Regions from separate parts of the Mus musculus genome. Here region 1 is linked to region 2. A link is a contact called in public promoter capture Hi-C data. All regions are on one chromosome and are shown on one strand. The core of a region is the stretch at or near the end of the contact, and the rest is flanking DNA. Distances in the headings are between cores, read along the strand shown.

Region 1 (2,857 bases), core at 102-2,601, 150 kb after region 2:
CAATGATGCAGGAATCGTTCTTGAATAAGTGGGCAATTAACCTGTTATGCAATCAACCAACTTAAATAAATTTTAATCCTAGTAAAACAATCACCTTTGTGGGAGATGATTCCAGTAATCACAAGTCTGTCTCTTGGACTCAGATGATATTGTCTCTCAGTAATTTCCTGTATTTGACTTAAGGTAAAACAAAAATTTATCCTCTCTTGCTTACAAAACATTTCATATATCAAATATGATTGTGAAACATGTTGCGAGAAATTAAGTCATATTTTTTCTGGGATTACTATTTTAAAGGTGAAATTCACATGAACTCTAGACTAAAGAATGATATAGAGTCAAACAAGAAAGCTGCAGCAATGGTTTAATAGCTGCAGTTCAAAGCTCAGAAAACCTTCTCTCTGTCAAAAGGGATTTAAGCATCTAACCAGCCACAAAAGAAAATATGACTGTGTTAATAAAATAATTAATTTACATTGTCCTTAAGCAGTATACAGAAGATTCTTTAAATATGAATCTACAGTGAAAGCCTAAACTTTAATCTTTGATTCAGTCAACACTTTTAACTGAAAGCTTAAAAATATCATTAAATTATTCACATGGCAATTCTACTAATGAAACTGAGTAGAACAGCACAGAATAAAAGAGAATATGACACATGCACTGAACAATAATAGGATTCTAGAGGATATATATATATCCTCTATATAATTTTCTGAGTGTTCAGGGGACACATGCAGATAAAACAAAGCACAGATACAACAGAAACAATGATAACCCTATGTTTTCTAACCCCATGTTCATCTGTGGGCACAAAAGTGAAAAGACAGTGGTCCCTAGCCTAAATCCAGCTGGGGTTAAAACAAACTGCCAATCTGTCTCTGCCATCCAGTCTTATTCTGTTTCATTAGTACTGAAATCCATGAAAGTAAATATTAAAATTATAACATACTTTGCTTTTGTAAGTAAATTTGATAAAAGGATCATTGATAAACTCCTCACCCTCATTCCACATGAAAATGACTATACATGGCACATGTATACACCTGTCTGCTTCAACTGAACTGTACAGCCACCACCATGATGAGAACTTATTACCATGTTTTGATAAAAATCTGTTTGAACATGAAAGCAGTATTTGCTGAATAATGTATTATGATATTAGCATTTGCCTTATGAAATACCCATTTCCTTCTGATTCATTTGAAACAAATGAAAGCTTTTAATTTAGAGATTAACAAGTCAAGAATATTAGGAGGGTTTTCTTAAAAGCATTAACATAACACAAGTGTACTATCTAAATCCCAGCCTTGAACATTCACACTAGATTCAAACTCTCTTTCACAGGGAAATGGGGGGAAATCAGACCTTGATCACACAGTTCATCCTCCTGGGATTTCCTCTCAGCCCGAGGATGCAGATGCTCCTCTTTGCCCTCTTCTCCCTGTTCTATGCCTTCACCCTGCTGGGAAATGGGACCATCCTGGGACTTATCTGCCTGGACTCCAGACTCCACACTCCCATGTACTTCTTTCTGTCTCACCTGGCCATCGTTGACATTGCCTATGCCTGCAACACAGTGCCCCAGATGCTGGTAAACCTCATGGATCCAGCCAAGCCAATCTCTTTCGCTGGCTGCATGACACAGACCTTTCTCTTTTTGACGTTTGCACACACGGAATGTCTCCTACTGGTGGTGATGTCCTATGATCGATATGTAGCCATCTGCCACCCACTCCGATATACTGCTATCATGAGCTGGAGAGTTTGTGTTATCCTGGTGCTGACTTCCTGGATTTTAGGAGTACTCTTGGCCCTGGTCCATCTAGTATTGTTGTTACCATTACCCTTCTGCGGCTCACAAAAAGTGAATCACTTTTTCTGTGAAATTATAGCTGTTCTCAAACTTGCTTGTTCAGATACCCGCATCAATGAGTTAATGGTTTTGGCTGGGGCTGTGTCTGTGCTTGTCGGACCATTTTCTTCAATTGTAGTCTCTTATGCTCATATTCTGTGTGCCATCCTGAAGATTAAGTCACAGCAGGGGCGCCAGAAAGCCTTCTCCACTTGCTCCTCTCATCTCTGTGTTGTTGGACTCTTTTATGGTACAGCCATTGTCATGTACATTGGGCCTCAACACGGGAAGTCCAATGAGCAGAAGAAATATCTCTTGCTATTCCATAGCCTTTTTAATCCTATGCTCAACCCCCTGATCTATAGTCTGAGGAACAAAGAGGTCAAAAGTGCTCTGAAGAGGACACTCTTAAAGGAGGACACCTCTTGAGGATATTAAAGAGTAATGACCTTGCAAAGATATTAGAATTAGTTTCATTTAATATTGACCAGGACATGTAACTTGTTCATCCTATCCATTTTCTTCCAACAGCCTTCTCACACCTTCCAAGAACCTTCCTGTGTTTTATCTTTTTTACTCTTCAGATTGGTGGAGCACAAGCAACCCAAACATACATGGGCATGACAGTGCACGGGCTTTTAATGTGTCTAAAAGCAATCATCAGGGTTACCCAAGCTACCAACCCTGTGAGCTAAAACAGCTAAGAGCTTGAAAGATATACACACAGGTGCAATAGTGGTACAAAATGCTGCATCAGTCCCTGCAAGAAATGCTGCCTACAGTCTGCCTAGAGATGAAAGGAGGAAACTAGAATGTAATGGGAGTAAAGTGGGAGACAAAGATGCAAATCCGGTACTGTACAGTGCCTGATTTAACTATAGCCAAACACTAGAGGGATAGATTTTTTTCTTTTTAATTTTGTTGAAGATGCACAAAGCATCAGTTCATCAGAGTGAAAAATCCAAGGACAATAACTCCTGGGAGCCTTTCTCAAGATGAGGA
Region 2 (2,796 bases), core at 18-2,517:
GAAACTTATGAGGCAGAGGCAGGAAGAGCAAAGGTTCAAGGTCATCTTGAGCTACAGAGGGAGCTCAAGGCTAGCTTTTAGCTACAGCTCCTATCTCAAAAAAAAAAAAAAAAAATCCCTTGAATTGAGATCAGTGGTACAAGCTAGCCCTTGGAAACCTGAAGGAGAATAGTGAGCTTCAGGCTAACCCACTCAAAACCCCAAATTTATCTCAAAAACAAAAAACAATTAAGAATTAAAATAATTTTTAAAGTCAGGCAACAGCCTTACAGGTAAGTGAATAGGAGTCTCAATAGGATAAACATAATTACATAAATTAAACATAATTAAATCAATATATCAATTAACTGTATTGGATTATACGCAAACTGTTCAGTAAAATACTTTGCTATAAGAAATACAATATGACAATAATTTCTATAATTAGTAAAATAAAGATAGTAGAACAAGGTTAGATGATAAGTTGTGTGAACACTCTTTAGGATAAATGAAACTTGCAATCTCAGAGACATTGTAGATCTCTGTGAAACTATTCACAAATGTTTGGACCGTGTATGGCTTAGGTATGTATGGCTTAGATATTGCTTTGTCATTTGCCAAATAAGAAAGTTGACACAGGAAGTTTTCTACTTTCAGCTCAGAGACATTAGCATGACTAGGATGCTCCATCTTTCTTTCTCTCCTGCATCCTACTTCTCCTTATATTGCACTCTCCAATAACCAAGGCACTAGTGAACAGACAGATGTTCAGCAGTTGAGTCAGTTCTAAATATGTCTTAAAAATGTCACCTGTTCACCCTGGATTTTTATAGCCTGCTATATTATGTTTTAGTGAAAACACCTGCTGAGTACAAATAATGAGCAGAGACTTTGTTTCCTGGCAGTGTTTATACCAGGGTTCTTGTATTTATATCTGTCTTGGCCACTAGGGGTCCTTTCTATTTAATCCTTGACCTTGAGTGTCCATTTTACCTCATTCTCATTTGCTTTGTTTTCAGCTCAATTTCAGATAACAGACTCTTAACTGAATCAGATTAGAAAGGGGAGAGTATGAAAATAGAGGCTCCATTGTGGTGTTTCCTTCCAGAAACTGAAGCCTATCAAACAAACTAAAGCTTTGACAGATTTCAATTTAATTTGTGTCTACTTTAAAAGAAAAAAAAAAGTCTGGCAGATTATATGCATTATGTATTATTAGAAACTTAGGACCTTGTTATTTGATTGCTTGTGTTTTTATTTATGATACTTTTTGTAGATCATAGTTTTAATGGAAACCAACAATGAGACACAGCTGCATGAATTCATCCTTCTTGGCCTTTCCAGTGACTGGGACTCTCAAGTCTCCCTCTTCGTCCTGTTCTTGCTGATGTACCTGGTGACAGTATTGGGGAACTTCCTCATCATTGTTCTGATCAGACTGGACAGCAGACTCCACACTCCCATGTATTTCTTTCTCACCAACCTGTCCCTGGTGGATGCATCTTATGCCACAAGCATAGTCCCCCAGCTGCTGGCTCATTTCCTTGCCACACACAAAGCAATTCCATTTCTGAGCTGTGCAGCCCAGTTATTTTTTTCCCTGGGCTTGGGTGGGATTGAGTTCCTTCTGCTGGCAGTGATGGCCTATGACCGCTATGTGGCAGTGTGTGATCCTCTGAGGTATTCAGTCATCATGCATGCAGGGCTCTGCACAAGGCTGGTCATCACATCATGGGTCAGTGGCTCCATCAACTCTCTTGTGCACACTGCCATCACCTTCCAGCTGCCCATGTGCACAAATAAATATATTGATCACATAGCCTGTGAAACCCTTGCTGTCGTCAGATTGGCTTGTGTGGATACCTCATCTAACAAGATTGCAATCATGGTTTCTAGCATTGTCTTGCTTATGACACCTTTCTTCCTAGTTCTTCTGTCCTACATCCAGATCATCTCCACCATCTTAAAGATACAGTCCACAGAGGGAAGGTGGAAAGCCTTTCACACTTGTGCCTCTCACCTTACTATGGTTGTCCTGTGCTATGGCATGGCCATTTTCACATACATCCAACCCCACTCCAGCCCCTCTGTCCTTCAGGAGAAGTTGATGTCTCTGTTCTATGCTATCTTGACACCCATGCTGAACCCCATGATTTACAGCCTAAGGAATAAAGAGGTTAAGGGGGCATGGCAGAAATTATTAGGGAAATTCTCTGGGTTTGCATCAAAATTGGCCACTTGATGACTTATGAGCATCACTGTAAAAAACAGCTTCCCCTCATTGTTTATTCAACTCATAAATAACAGACAGAATCAGCAATGCCTTGTCAACACAGAAGTAGACAGCATAACATGTCCTGGTGATGTCATGTTGGGAGCTGAGATTTTATGTTGAGTTGTGCCTCAGTAGGATGTTCAGTGGAGTTATATAATGTTTTATAGAGCTTTTTATTTTTTATTTTTTCAACTCTCCTTCCACGGCATGATAATGAAACTATTTACTGCTTTGTTTTTAGTTATGAAGTGGAAGTACTTATGTTTATCCATTTTGGAGCAGTTTTTTGTGATTCCAATTGAGAGAAAGTTCACATTCACCTTTGGAGAGACTCACTTGAAATCTAAAAGTCTCTGAAATAACACAGCTTGTAAGTGGGCCAACACTAAGGAGAGCTGTCAAATATTATTAAGATGTCTTTATGCAGTACTAACTACAAGAAGATGCTATATCTCACTCTAACAGTTAACAATGATAAAAAAAAAAACGAAAGTGCTAAGTATCTACCAAAAGATCAACTGAAGGTTTCTATAGGAATATAC

What was found. Promoter capture Hi-C pulls out the DNA fragments that hold promoters and counts their contacts.
Region 1: a contact with region 2 is called in a promoter capture Hi-C map of stem cell-derived epiblast-like cells, with 4 times the contacts expected there. The contact joins the promoter of Olfr447 here to the promoter of Olfr38 in region 2. A contact is called at or near these places in 10 of 39 promoter capture datasets (the 3T3-L1 cell line, 3T3-L1-derived adipocytes, cranial neural crest and 6 more) and 1 of 9 other capture datasets (adipose tissue).

The regions. Positions count from the first base shown.
Region 1 is chr6:42,910,174-42,913,030 of GRCm38.p6, forward strand. Olfr447 (olfactory receptor 447) reads left to right here and starts at 1,352. Exons shown (of 1, transcript NM_146988.1): 1 at 1,352-2,284. The coding sequence starts at 1,352. The coding sequence ends at 2,284.
Region 2 is chr6:42,760,787-42,763,582 of GRCm38.p6, forward strand. Olfr38 (olfactory receptor 38) reads left to right here and starts at 1,268. Exons shown (of 1, transcript NM_146986.1): 1 at 1,268-2,221. The coding sequence starts at 1,268. The coding sequence ends at 2,221.